Regions from separate parts of the Oryctolagus cuniculus genome. Here region 1 is linked to region 2. A link is a contact called in public Hi-C data. All regions are on one chromosome and are shown on one strand. Each heading gives the region's core, a stretch centred on a gene start, on an enhancer-like site or on the middle of the called end of the contact. The rest is flanking DNA. Distances are from core to core; before and after follow the strand shown.

The links. Hi-C and Micro-C count contacts between places; a contact is called where the count stands out from the background.
Region 1: a Hi-C map of an unstated tissue shows a contact between it and region 2, with 7 times the contacts expected there. The contact joins two enhancer-like sites. A contact is called at or near these places in 6 of 6 Hi-C or Micro-C datasets (ear pinna, embryonic fibroblasts, liver and 3 more).

The regions. Positions count from the first base shown.
Region 1 is chr11:66,841,229-66,848,451 of mOryCun1.1, forward strand. It overlaps RASSF3 (Ras association domain family member 3), which reads left to right. Exons shown (of 5, transcript XM_051845645.2): 4 at 1,360-1,469; 5 at 3,776-6,310. The coding sequence ends at 3,925. Among named protein-coding and RNA genes, the nearest start is that of GNS, 61 kb to the right of the region's middle. Within about 2 kb of position 4,868, at least 1 of the 8 cell types and tissues checked has an H3K27ac peak or open chromatin away from gene starts, as enhancers often do.
Region 2 is chr11:66,705,807-66,713,530 of mOryCun1.1, forward strand. No RefSeq gene overlaps it. Among named protein-coding and RNA genes, the nearest start is that of RASSF3, 67 kb to the right of the region's middle. Within about 2 kb of position 4,080, at least 1 of the 8 cell types and tissues checked has an H3K27ac peak or open chromatin away from gene starts, as enhancers often do.

The sequences.
Region 1 (7,223 bases), core at 3,618-6,117, 140 kb after region 2:
TGCGTGCTCATTTGAAGTTGATGTGTACCTGTGCGCCATAGATCACTTAAATTTTCTCAAGGTGTTTTTTTATTTTTATTTTATTTTTTGTTAAAGCCTAATACAGCTATAGAAGAAAATATATTGACCTTGACATGCTGTTGCATGGGATAAAACCCAGCTGAGTTGTGTGTGCACATTTTTTTTTTTTTTTTTTTTTTAAATTTGAGAATGATGGGGGAGGGAACACCAGTGAACAACCTCCCTGACATTGCCATGTCGAAGCCAGGAGCCAAGCACTCAACCCAAGCCTCCCACATAGCAGGGAGGAAACTAGTTGCTCAAGCTGTCACCACTGTGTGCCACGGTCAGTGTTGGCAGGAAGCAGGAAGCTGGAGGCAGGAGCCAGGGAAGTGAGTGTAGTGAACCCAGGTACTAACAAATAGGATGCAGACTTTTTTTTTTTTCTCCTTTTTCCTTAAAAGCAGAATCTCAGACAGAGAGAGACAGAGAAAAGGAACTTCCATCCACTGGTTCTCCCTCCAAATGGCCCGGCTGGGTCAGGCTGAAGCCAGGAGCCTGGAACTCCATTTGGGTCTCCCACGGGGGTGGCAGGTGGCAGGGGCCCAAGCAGGGCCCTGGGGGTGCATGCATAGCGTGAGACACGTGTGCAGCTCTGCTCAAAGCCATCAGAGCTTGTGTTCTGATGTCTTGGTTTGTCTGTGGCTGCTAATTCTAAATTAATTTGTGGAGAGATTTGCTCCTAGCTAGTGTCATGTTTGTTCAACAGTATATTTTCATTGTTTTTATGAGAGTTACAGATCATTTTTAAAGTTTCTTATTTTGCTTTCTAAAAGGAAGAGCTGAACTAAATTTTAGCACATTTTGGGAGCAATACTCATTTAAATTTCTTTTAAAATATTTCCTCTTAAGAGAGAGAGTGAGTTAGTTTCCATCTGCTGCTTCACTCCCAAATGGTTGGCTGAAGTCAGGAGCCAGTCATTCCCTCTGGGTTCTCCACTTGGGTGGCACCAGCCCAAGTACTCGGGCATCTTCTGCTGCCTTCGTAGGTGCATTCGCATGAAATTTGATTAGAAATGGAGCAGCCAGGACTTGAACCACTGCTGTGACGTGTGATGCTGGGGTCGCAGGCGGTGGCTTCATCTGCTTCGCCACAACGCCAGCCCCATTAGTTGCTCCTTAATCAAGGCACAGTGTACATTGGGCAGATGGAAAAGAAGTAAAAGGGGTTTTGTTCCACAGCAGGCCAGGAAGGGGTTGGGGTTATCCCTGATCTGAGGAGGAGGAGGGGGTCAGGATGGAGGGTGGTCTTGGGACTGATTAAGGACCGTTGGTAATGTGCTGTGTTTCCTCACCCAGTCTACGCCTGCAAGCTGTCAGACCGGGAGCATCCACTGTACCTGCGTTTGGTGGCAGGGCCCAGAACAGACACACTTAGCTTTGTTCTTCGTGAACATGAAATCGGAGAGGTAAGTGGTTGTTCATTATTGCTTTAAACTGAACGGAGCAGCTGGCCCTGTTTTATTGTTCCAGTCTGGTGGCTCGGCCACAGGGAAGAAAGAGCGAGAGGGGCAGAGGAGTGGGGGAGAGAGAGAGGAGATTCTGAATGAGTGAGCCCCAAGTTAACCTGCAGTGTAATTCTCTTACAATACTGTGTTGGTCTGCAATTTTCAGAGGTCGGAGGAAGTGAAGATTTTAAATTTCCATCTAGAGAGTCATTTCCATCCCTTCCTGCCTCCACAGCACTCTTACCCAGCTGAACTTTGAAAGTTGACACTCTCCATATGTTTGCTACTTAACAGGAGTCTTCAGGCCAGTTTCTCTCTAAAGGGCAATGTAGGAAATCTGATCGCTTTACCACGAAAGACATTTGACTTTGGAGAGTCTCCCCCTTCTTTGCCCAGTCGAATCATTAATAAATTCTCTGAGTGCATCGTCTGCCTTCTGTTTCCAGGAAGATTGTACTGGGGCCAGTTCAGAATAAAAGCTCTTGAGACTGTCCTCTAGAAGTATCAACCTGAGAGTGACACGAGAACACATCTCTTAAGCTCTGGGCCTCTGTCTTTTGTTTAGAACAGGAGACGATATGGAAGGCGATGCAATGTGGATGTGTTTTCTAGGTTAAAGGTTACGAAACCGTGGGGCAGGCATTTGATGTGTCAGTTAAGAGACCACGTGAGATGCCTGTGTCCCATATCGAAGGACACAGATTTGAGTCCCAGCTCCTCTGGGAGGCAGCAGGCAATGGCTCAAGTACTTGGGTTCCTCTACCCAAGTGGGAGATCTGGGTTGAGTCCCAGGCTCCTGGCTTCAGCCTGGCCCAGCCCTGGCTGTTGTGGGCATTTAGGAAGTGAACCAGCAGATGGGAGATCTCTGTTTGTCTTTCTGATTTTCAAATAAATAAAATTTTTGAAGTTAGGAAACCAGGGCCCTGCTTCCTACTGTATACAAGCCTCAAGGCTTGACCATGGGTAAATCTTGCAGTCATAATGCCCTCTGTAAAGGGGAACTGGGCTGTCTGAAAAGGTGCTCACCGATTAGACATGCATGTAAATGTGCTTTGCAGATAGTATGCTGATGTGTAAATTAGCACTCAGCTCAGGAAGTTTTAGGAAGATTGTGACTTGAGACATTTTTGAAGTTCCTTCTGATCTTGAAGCTTTTAAAGGAATTCCGACTCTGGTTTTGGAGAGGGAGCTGGGTGCAGAGGTCTCATCTGTGCCCGAGAAAGCCCAAGCCAGACTCATTAGCATAGTCTTGTCACTGGTTTATTTTTCTTGCTATAGGGCTTTTAAGGATTTCACATGGTTTAAAGCAACCCTGGGGAGGAATTAGGTTAACTTAGTTTTAAAACTTACTGTACATTGTGTTTCAGGGCTCCAGACTGCTTTCTTGGGCCTGTGTGTGGTGTTCTTGTTCCTCAGTTATTTAAGGGAAACTAACCTGAGGGAGGAAAGCTTCCATAGTTGTCAGGACAGAGGGAGAAGACCCTTTATAATGCCCTTATTTTGAAGACCTTAACGTACAGTTTAATTATGACAAATTCACAGAATATTCTTTTTTGAAAAGATTTATTTATTTGAAAGTCATAGTTACACAAAGAGAGGGCAGACAGAGAGACAGAGAGAAGTCTTCCATCTGCTGGTTTACTGCCCAGTTGGCTGCAACGGCCAGAGCTGCGCTGATCTGAAGCCAGGAGCCAGGACTTGGACCTTCTTCCACTGCCTTCCCAGGCCATAGCAAAGAGCTGGATCAGAAGTGGAGCAGCCATATGGGATGCTGGCACTGCAGGTGGTGGCTTTACCCGCTACGCCACAGCGCTGGCCCCTCACAATATTCTAATGTAATATTTTGCTCTTCTGTTCCATGTTTCTCACTTTACAAAAATTATTTTTTAATTTATTTATTTGTTTTTAAATATTTATTTATTTATTTGAAAATCAGAGTTAGAACTTCTATCCACTGGTTCACTCCCCAGATGACTTCAACACCAGGGCTGGGCCAGGCTGAAGCCAGGAGCCAGAAGCTTCATCCTGGTCTCCCACGTGGGTGCAGGGGCCCAAACACCTGGGCCATCATCTGCTGCTTTCCCAGGCCACCCTCAGGGAGCTGGATCAGAAGTGGAGCAGTCGGGATTCCAGCCGGCGCCCATATGGGATGCTGGCAGTGCAGGCGGCGGCTTTACCCGCTGTGTTACAGCATCAGCAGCCCCTTGCTTGAGTCCTGACTCCGAGTTCAGTACCTGGCAGGATTTTGTGTGTGTGTTGTTTCACAGTGGGAAGCCTTCAGCCTTCCAGAGCTGCAGAACTTCTTGCGCATGCTGGACAAAGAAGAAGACGAGCAGCTGCAGAGCCTGAGGCGGCGCTACTCTGCCTACAGACACAAGCTGGAAGAGGCCCTGGGCGAGGGCTGGAAGCCCGGGTAGAGCGGCCGGCTCCCTGCCAGGAAGGCACGCGGCGGGACCCACGCACCCAAGTGCCTCGCTTTGCAGAGGGCTGTGTGCTCGCCCTGGGACGCTAGGGTCTTCCCCCTTTTCTCTCTAGATCTAGTTCCTACGACCTGGTCACGCAGCCTCCTGCACCTTTAGCCACTGTGTAAGGGACTCTGCTAGCTTGTTCCATGGCAGCGAGCGGGGGCCCGCAGGCAGCCTTGGCAGGAGCGCCTACAGTGCTTGGAAGCATGAACTCTGGGTTTTTGTGTTCTTATCTTCTTTTAGGTTGTTGTAGTTCTGTGAGGATGATGTTAAGCTTCAGGATGTGCAGATGGCTTTTTCAAAGCTTAACGAGGAATCTCTCAGAATGCTCGTTCTGTGTTGAAACTACCTGTCCATGTCTGGTTTTGTAAGTGTCGAGAGGAAACGATCCATGTGAATTCGAAGGCACGGGAGTCTAGGAACGCCTAGACATCCGTGGAGGAGTTCGACGAAGAACGTTCAGAGCAAGTTTGGAAGAAGGCACGTGTGGAGGCAGAGACGCGGAAGGCCCGGGACACGCTGGGCTGCAGAGTTGGTGGTAGAGGCTTACAGAGTGAAAGGCATTCAGTGTGGAGATACTCAGCCCGTTTTAGGATTGCTTGATTGCCTTGTGGGTTCAATGTGGGAACAGAGCCAAAGAGGTAGGATCTAAGCCAAAGGAGGGAGCCAGGAGCTGTGAGCTGAGCGCAGGATGCGGCCTGGACATAGCGGGGCCTCGCCCAGCCAGGGCTGCGCTCTGGGGAGTGGAAGGTCTGACTGGTTCGGGCCTCGGCCCTTTACTGCCTCCTGTTTTCCCCGCCAAAAGTTGTTTCCAAAGTAAGGGCAGCTGGTTTCCCCTTGACCGTCAGCTGGGAGCAAAGGGCCCTGAGCAAACTTGGGTGACAATCACTCCCTGCCCATTTTCTTCAACCCCTCTCCCCCGCCCAGTCCTTGTCCCCTGTCCTGCCTTTTCTCTTGCCTTCCCGGCCCCACCCCCTTCCTCCATCCTGCCTCTCCTTCTCTTCTCTCTCCTCCTGATTGATTGAAGAGCGAGGGCCACCCCAGCCTTCTCTGTTCTACGCAAGGAGGGAGAAAAGGCCCCCGCCCCCGCTGACCTCACCGCAGGCGTTTGTCCGGCTGTAATGTAACGAAGGCGCCCGTTCCTTCCAACCAAAGAGATGCTTGTGCAATAGAAGCCTTCCTTAAAACAGGCGGCGTGACCTCATTTTACGCAGCAGCGTGTATCTGCAAGCGGGGAAGGACGTGCTGTGGTTTCAGAGGGGCCTTATGTCGTAGCTTTATCTAGAGTTTTTTTTTGTCTTGTTTTATAAATTCCCAAGGAATTGTTAACACTTTGGTGACACCTAATGGATTCCTATTGAAATTCCAAGGTGCTTCAGTTCTTTGCCTCTTCGGTGAACTGTGCCTTGTATTTCTGTCTCCCTGCTTTTCAGAGAATCCCCTTGTTGCTGGAGGCAGATTCCACATTGGTTCTGCTGTGGCACCTGAGTTACTGAGACAATCGTTATCTTCATAAGCTTTTCAGGAAAGTTGGAAAAAAAATAGAAGTAGAACTAGCTATAAAATATGTATGGCACCTCTTGTTTAATTTTGCATGTAACTTCTTAGTGCATTGATGAGGCTTTAGTGACATTGTCATCTGACACTTTATTGTTCAGGGACTGCCTTTGTGAGTTGTGTACTGGTTTTACTGTTCAGACCTTGAGGCTTGAGTATGCTGTCGTCAGCCACCTGGTCTTTTAATTACTCAACCCAGTGAGTTTATATTTGGTGAAGCATTTGTTTCTCAGATTAAGACACTGTTAGAACTTAAGGTAGTAGCTGATGGGTATCTGTGAATTTTTTTTTTTTTTTTACTTGAAGTAGAGATTTGTCTAAAACAGGCATCCTCAATCTGTATTTATCCGGAACCTCGCTCACTGTCATGTGCACTACAAGTTGCGATTTGGAAAACTTAACTGTCTTGGAATCCTGCCAGGTCGTGGTTCTTGAAGACTGATGTTCTCTCCCAACACTGGAAACTGCAGCAGCATTTGTAATGTGTCAAAGAAGGAAAACGGCCCCTACCGCCGAAGACTTGTTACAAATCATTGTGTGATCATCATTAGCGTTTCCAAGCTTTGCCTGATGCTGTTTCTCTTCAGTAGGTGATGGTACAGGGAAGATGTTACACGCAGGGGCGGTGTTGCAGGGCAGCATTGAAATCGCAGAAGTAAAAAAGTTATAATATTTATAATTTTGATGAGTTTATTTTTATAGGGAAGATTTTTCTCCCCTAAAATTATTTCTGGAATGGCAAAATTGTTTCCATTATTAAAAATTGAAGTTGTTAGTTGATGCTTGCTTGTGTGTCTTTATTTATGAGACTATGCTAGACACAAAAAAGGTCCCAGGAATGGGACAAGCGGCTTTTGTAGAATATGGGGTGGTGCCTGCGTGCAGTCACTTTTACAGGGCTGGGTGGGGCACATGGTTCTTCGAAAGGCCCTTTTTCCTTCGCCTTATTCTCTGTAGAAAAGTAACAGCCCACATAGCCCACTCCTAGTTTACTTGCAACAGTTGTTTTCATTGTGAAATATACATAAATCCAACAACATGTTAAAGCATAGCAACAGTGTCCGGAGTTCCGAAAGAGGACGCCCTGCTACCGCTGCCACAGTAGCCCCTCCTCTCTTCACCCCGTTCTGGCTCCAGGGACTCCTGCCGTAGAGATGGGCACTTCCAGCGTCATGTGTGTCTTCCCCAGCTGGGTTGGAGGGGGTTTGGGGAATCGCCCTGGCTCTGAGGTTGCACCTGGGTGCCCTGCAGCACAGCACTGCCCCCTAGAGCACAGGAGAGGGAGCAGCCTGGTGGTGCCAGGCAGCATGGAGGAGCGCTCATCGCACACGCCACAGCTGCTTCCTAAGCAAAAATGTTCTGGCTGGAAATTATGGCCGCTAGGTTGTTTTCCTTTTTTTGCTGAAATATCTAGAGGAATCTAGTTTGGGGGTTTATTCTGGGTTACTACTCAAGGGGCCAGGCTGGGGGTCAGTGGGGAGGGGGAGGCGAGGAAAGAAAATATATTCCTTAAAGAGAGTTTGCTTCCTGCCCCTGGCTTTTTTTTTTTTTTTAATGTTTTCACCCATTGGTAACTGTTGTTGAAATACTCACATTACAGAAATGTTATTGTGCTACTGTGGTATATTTGGCCTTTGTCCACAGTTCCTTGCTCATAATTTTCCTCCCCAAGCAGGTCAGGGAAATGTGACTC
Region 2 (7,724 bases), core at 2,830-5,329:
AGTGGTAAGCATTATGCAACATTATGGATATACTAAAACCATTGACTTTTACTCTTTAAAATGGTGAACTTTGTGTTCTGTGAATTTTGTCTCAAAAATTGCTAAAAAAAATGTATGGTTGCCAAATTTTTATGAAGGATACTAGTGATCCGGTGGTATGACTGGGTTTCAGGGAAGGACAATATAATCAGCATTTAAATGGCTCGGCATTGTGTTTTTGAATAGATGGGTCCTAAACCAACTCATTTTTACCACTCAAGGTCAGATGCTAGCTTTTCAGGGGGAAAAGGGAAGGGGTTTGAAGTTCCTTCTGCTGTTGGATCGGTAGAGACCCATTACATCTACCGGGAACGGTGCTTTCTCTTGCAGAGGGTAAATACATATGTCACTCTCACTGCCAAGACCTGGTGCACCTGGATTATCCGCATAATGGGAAATTGCCAAGCTGCATGACCACTTCTGAAGTAAGACACTCCCGCAAGAAGAACACTCAGGTAGGCACTGTTGCTGCTGGCAGCATTCTGGGTTTCCAGCAGTCCCGTAGCTCAGAGCAGAAGACTGGTCTTTGTGCCTCCATGGCTTGCCTGTGTGTCTTCAGTAGATCGAACTCATGCTCAGTCTTTGACGTTCCTTCTTTTTTCTTTTTTAACTTTCTTGTTGTTGTTGTTTGTTTAAGAGGCAGACAGAGAGAGCTTGTTAGGAAAAGAGTTGCAGATTGGTCCCTCCTCACACGGGGCACCAAAATGTTAGGAAAAGAGTTGCAGAATAAAGAGGAGGCAGTGTACAAATTTACAGCCAGACCAAATTTATTCAGAGAAAATAAATCCATAGAGGTGGGTGACCAACTGCCTGGGTGCCCATGGTGGAACACATGGCAGATGGCTGGACACCCAGGGCAGGGCCTTTATATGTTTTAGGAGGGCTGGGGATGGGGTTGGGGTAGGGGGCAGCAGGCAGAGGGGAATTCCTGGAACTGGTCTTTCAAGTGTTCTGAGCAATTGGTCTCTCAGGTGGCTGTGGAGGCTGGGGTATGAAGGCTGTAGGGTATGAGACCCAGTTGAGTTTCAAGGGCAAGGAATACGTTCCAGTGTTTATCTCCTCTGGGCAATGAGGGAGAATGGCTGAGGCTCATGTCCTTGTTCCATCAGAGCTCCTGTCTACTGGTTCATTCCCCAAATGCCTCTCAACAGCCAGAGCTGGGTCAGTGCTGAAGCTGGGAGCTGGGAACTCAATGCAAGTTCCCCAAGTGGGCGGCAGAAATCCACTCACTGGAGCCAACACTGCTGTATCCCAGGACTGCACTAGCAGGAAGCTAGAGTCAGGAGCCAGAGCCAGGCATCCAACCCAGGCATTCCAATATGGGATGCAGTGTTGGGGTCTTAAGCTTGAGGTTAGCCCCTGACCAGCAGGGGCAGTGCAAGCACTCCTCGACAAGGCTAATGGGAAAGGTAAGGTCGCGGGTCAAGCACACAGCAGCAAGCACCGTGAGTTCTGTCAAAGCAGGAACTACTTTATTGAGGAAGTGTACAGGCTTATAAAGCTTATGAAAGACATGCACAGTAGGGGAGCCAATCAGAGAAAAGGTCATGCAGGCATGGGTGGACCACGCACAGGGGCATCTTAAGCAAAGAATAGGGATCACGCACTGTCCACGTGTCTGGAACTAAAGCAAACCAATCCCTGCAAGTGGTCTGATCTTACGTAGCTTAACCGCAGCAGCCGCAGACACGCCCCTCGAACATCCGCCAGGCGCCATATTGTAATGGAGGCTTCAGGCAATGCCCAACAATGCAGACGTCATAACTGGTGTCTTAATCACTTGGCCAAATGCCCACATCTTGGCATTGCTTCTTTCTTTTTTTTTTAATTTTTTAAATTTTTAAATTTTTTTTTTTTGACAGGCAGAGTGGACAGTGAGAGAGAGAGACAGAGAGAAAGGTCTTCCTTTGCCGTTGGTTCACCCTCCAATGGCCGCCGCGGCTGGTGCACTGCGGCCAGCGCACCGCACTGATCCAAAGCCAGGAGCCAGGCGCTTCTCCTGGTCTCCCATGCGGGTGCAGGGCCCAAGCACCTGGGCCATCCTCCACTGCACTCCCTGACCACAGCAGAGAGCTGGCCTGGAAGAGGGGCAACAGGGACAGAATCCAGCGCCCCGACCGGGACTAGAACCCGGTGTGCCGGCGCCGCAGGCAGAGGATTAGCCTATTGAGCTGCGGCGCCAGCCAGCTTTGCTTCCTTCTTTAGGGCTTGTTGCATTGGAAGCTTCACTCTGGGTTATAATTTTAGAAATAATATGATGGAATATATTAATATTTTGTCCACCATCTTTGTCATAATACATGAGACTTGAACCTGTTTTATTATGCATTCAGGATGTAGTCTTGTTGACAGATGGATTCTCTGCTGCTTTTGAAAATGGGACATAAAATTTGAATGTGTGTGTTGATTGTTTTTCTTATCAGTTAAAGAACCTGAGAATGATTATCTTGCTGAGGAATTTACAGTTCCTCCCCCGATACACCTGCCCAGTTAAATCTCTAACCACTACAGTAATTCCCTCTTATCCACTGAGGATATGTCCTAAGACCCCCAGTAGATGCTAGTGGATAGTACCAAAGTCTATACAAAGGGACTTCAAACAGTTTAGGGAGGGGCAAGCATTTGGTCTACTGATTAATACTGAGATCCCTGTAGAATGCTCTGCTACTAGAATGCTCTGCTTCCAGAACCAGTTTCCTGCTAATGTGCACACAGGGAGGCAGTGAATGATGACTCAAGCACTTGAGTCCTTGCCATCCATGTGGGATATCTGGGTTGAGTCCTCAGCTCCCAATCAGCCCTGGCCATTGTGGGTATTGGAAAATGAAACTGCAGATGGGAGTGTTTTCTCTCTCTCTCCCTCCCTTTCAATCTCTCAATTAAATAAATAAATGCATTTTGTAAGATTCATGAAAACAAAAAGATAAGCTTATTTTGGTGCAAACAAATTGAAATCTGTGCCTATGAGAGGTGTTCAGAAAGATCAGAGGGGCCAGCATGTGCTGCAGCTGATTAAGCTGCCACGTGCGATGCCATATCCTATGCTGGAGTGCTGATGGGAGTCCCAGCTGCTCTGCTTCCAATCCAGCTCCCTGCTATTGCACATGGGAAAGCAGTAGAAGATGTCCCAAGTACTTGGGCCCCTGACACTCTGGTGGGAGAGCAGGGTGGAGCTCCTGGTTCCTACCTCATTCTGGACCAGCCTAGCTGTAGTGGCCAACTAGGGAGTGAACCAGTAGATAGATGGAAGATCTGTCTCTGTTACTCTGCCTTTCAAATATAATGAATTTATAAATAACCTTTAAAAAGTTTTTTAAGTCAAGAAAACGTGTATTATAAAAAATGGTACATGGATTTCAAAAAATTTTGCACCAACATTAACTTTTCTTTAATTCTGTTTTTCCATGAGCTTTTTAAGGCACTCATATGCACTGTGCTTTCCTATACGTACAAATCCATGATCCACTTCCTAATAGAGCCTTAATCTGGGTTCTGCTAGCACCTCCATCCTCACTCACTCCGTCTCCGTGGGCTGCTGAGATTCCAGACTAAGCGGTACAACTGGCAGTGAGTGATGCCTGTTTCTCTGCATGCTCACCATTAGCATCTGCTCCTCCCACACACCAGAGTGCTTCTTAGAAAGGGGACTTATTTTTTTTTTCCCAAAAGGTCAAGGCCACTTCACTACATGATCTTCAGGTGTCACGTCATTTTCTAAGAGCCTGCTGGCATGTCTGTGTAGGATTGTCAAAATTGGGCTGCAGTCCTTACTTTGCTTCATATGTGAATGGAACTGTTATTCACTTTGGAGCCATGGGGCTGACTGTCCATGACCCCCTGAGCAGATTCGTGGTTTGCCACTTGTTTTGCCCCAATGAAGTTAATTCTTGATCACAACAGCCATAGCCGTCTGGAAGTGTTTGTTCACTGTGTGTGGCTCATATATGCTAAATTGTCAGTCAACTTAATTACACTTGGCAGGGGCTTAGGAAGCTAATGGGGAATCTGCACAGGGCATGAATCATAGATTTTTCTGGCAGGCTGATGGCTTCATTTTAAGTAGCAACTGATGTGACTCTTACCACTGGAGCTTATTGGAGTTCCTGCAAAGTTGTACCAGCCTTAAAATTAACCTCAGAAAATGCCTGTGTCACAAGGAAAAAAAAAAAAAAAGCCTGGACTAAGAAAGCAGTTTGTAATTTAATAGGATGAGAGAGCAGGGAGGATAATAGAAGTATTATGAGAAGTACTAGGGAGAACAAATATATGCTTGTTTGACCTGAAAAAAAAAGTAGAGTTCAAGGGTACGGTTTAAACAAATGCCCTAGGAAATTTCTCAGAGGGCACCTGGACTACTGATAATTGAATGAGTTACATTATTTTTATGCCAATTTTTAAAAAGTTATATTGAGCTCTACTCTGTGGCTATAAATATGTTTTAAGGTAATTTTGTATTTAATTTATATTAGCTCAATTGTTTTTAAATTATCAACTTCAAGATACAGAGGTTGCTGTTTTAGTGAGCTCTAGTTTTGATTCAACAGACAGAGCTAAGCTGATCATGTGAGACAGCTTTCTAATGAAATTCTTCTGTGGTAGAATGAGAATTTCCCCATTCGGGGCTGCCATACTAGCATGTGAGTTCCTGTAGGTACAATTAGAGAATAAAGATATGGACCTCATAGAAGGCCATGAGCACTGAATTAATTATAAACCGGATATTTCCTTTGCGTGAGACATACTCAACACGTGGTGCTGAAATACATTGTTTTAATTCTCTAATTGACAGCTTTACTCTTATTGGCTTTAAAGGTGCAAAAATGGCAAACAGTGGTTCTAAGATCATTCAAGGGACTCACAGTCGTGGCAATATCTCAAAATGTGGGGTCGGCTGATTATGTTGCAAGATCTCCTGGTCCTGGGATAATCCTCAATGCTGTTGGCCGTGGCACTGCAGGAGGGCTGAAATTCAGAATGCTCTCAGCTCGGTGCAGTCCCAAGCTGAAATTCTTGGAAGCTTTAGAATTTTGCCCCAAAACAAGAAAACAATTCTCTTGCTCTTATTTTGTATCCACTTCTAAATATACCAATAGAATTTGGTGGGGGGAGGCTGGAGTTGTGGCACAGTGGGTTAAGCTGCCGCCTGCAACACTGGCATCCTATATGAGTGCCAGTTTGAGTTCTGGCCATTCCACTTCTCATCTGGCTCCCTGCTGCTGCATCTGGGAGGGCCCGAGAGAATGGCCCAAGCACTTGGACCCTGCCACCCAGTGGGAGACCTGGATGGAGTTCCAGGCTCCTGACTTCCGCCTGCCCAGCCCTGGCTGTTGTAGCCATTTGGGGAATGAACCAGCAGATGGAAGATTCCTTTCCACTTCTCTCTCGCCCCTAAACCCCTTTCTCAGTCACTCTGTCTTTCAAATAAATAAATAAATCCACAAAATATATATATATATAATGAGATAAGGAAAACAGCTGCAGTTATTAAAGTCCCTGGAGGTTTGCTTAACTGTTAGGAGAGATTGGACTTCCAGTCTAGATCCTATAGGCCACAAAGTCATTGTTAAAATCATCCTTTACTTGCTCCTTTGTAATTGACTTTAAAACACACAGGTGTTTAATGACCCCCTCTATAATAGCAATCATTAGGTTCAACCCTTAAAATTGCCCATTTATGTGAGTCAGGAATGGTTGAATACCAGTTAATTTTATGCGGTTCAGCCTCAAACATACCTAGGGGATTAGCCTTCATTACAAGTTAATGATAATGTTCTCATTACCCTCAGGGGCTTCCACCGCCACTCCTGTCCATTGGGAACCCTTGGCAAGACGGTCAACAGCCGGGCAGAGCCCCCAGTCTTCCTGGGCCCCAATGGAGACAGAGGTGAAGGTGGATTGTGCATGTGATAGTACGACCACCAGGGGGAGCTCTATCATTAATTCCTGTATGTCCCTGTGGCAGCCACAGATTTCAGTGAAAGCAGTCAGTATGCAATGATGGCTTGTATTTACTGAGTACTCACTGCATGGTACTAAAGTTTTTGGACACACAACCACTATCATTATCATTTTTTGGTTAACATTAATCTTCGATGTTCATGTTAGGTATTTAATTTCTCATCATAACTCTATCAAGATATTATTTCTACTAAATAAAAAGGTTATTTATATATGTATTTAATTTTTTGAGAGGCAGAGAGACATAGGCAGAGAATGAGTTCCCTTCTGCTGGTTCATTCCGCAAATGCCCACAATGGCCAAGTGTCGGGATACAAAGCCAGGAACCGGGAACTCAACCCAGGTCTGCCAGGTGAGGAGCTGGAACCCATTTCGTTGGGCCATCACCTGTTGCTTCCCAGAGTGTGCCTGTAGGCTGCGGTGAGGAACCAGAGCCAGGTGTCAAACGCAGGGATTCTGCTGTGGGGCAGAGGGCCCTAACCCCTAGGTCAAAGGCTCATCGCTAATTCTACTTTTATAGAGAGACTGAAGTTTACAGAGGTTAAGTGATTTTACAAAGGTGAAAAATAAAACAGAGTTTGTCCACAGGCTCAGCCCACCTTTAAAGTTTTCTGTCCTTCCCTCCTTTTTCTCTTCTCCTACTGGAAATCCAAAGGAGGTAAATGCTTGCTTTACAATAAAAAAATTTTAAAAAGAAAACATTTTGTTTTGTGTAAATTACTTCTCAATATGTTTAACATCTGGGGAAAAAACAAAAGGAGAAAGAAGAAGAAAGAAGAAGAGGGGAGAAGTGAGGGAGAATACTTGCTGGGTGGCCTTGATAGAGTCATGCTCCTCTGTGTTACATTAATCCGTGTGTGCAGTAATGTAATAATACCTACTTCAAAGGGTCGTCATGGAGATTTAATGAGCTAATCATAGAGAAGTATGTAGTCCAGTGCTTGGCAGGAAAATACTCAATTAATATTAACTAATATTGCTGTTTCCTTTACTCTCGCAGCAGGTAGAGTAGGCATTGGGCCTAGAACTAAGGTAGGTAGCGTATCTATGGTAAATGAATGAGGAAACTTGAGTTTCAGAGAAGCTGAGCAACTTTCCTAAGACCTTTGGCTAGTTTTATGACTGTAAAATATTTCAACAAGTACTATCAGTTTTTCTGCCGGTGAGACTGAGAGATGAGAGGTCTTCAAAAAGTTCATGGAAAACGTGTGTTGCAAAACAGCTATGCATGGATTTCAATCTTTTGCAACAAAATGTACTTGCCTTTTAATTCCATTTTTCTACAAACATTTTGAGAAACCCTCAAATCTTCAAATGCACAGCAATGTCAACCCACCTTCCACAAGTGCTGAAAACTGTCCAGTAGCCATGAAGAAACCCCTGATGTTGGTCAATCTGAGACCAAAATCACTCCATCCCAAACTTAGAGAGGAGCGTTCAGCTGCTCTCCTTCAATGCTGCAATGTGACTCTGGACAATCCGCAGTATCTCTTTATGTTCTGATGGCCTTGAGGCAGTGTGGTTTGGGGAGCTGGGGATGTGTTTTAAAGGGGGAGGAGGAAAGCAATAAAGGAAAGAGAATGTGAAAGCCAAGACCTGCTACCCTCAAGAACCTGGGCAAGAGATCTGAAGCCTGGTCTGCATGGTCCTTATTTCCAAGATTAGCAACTTGCTTTCTACTTCTGTGACCCCAGGGTTTGATCAGCAGTGGTTTTCTGCCAGTGTGC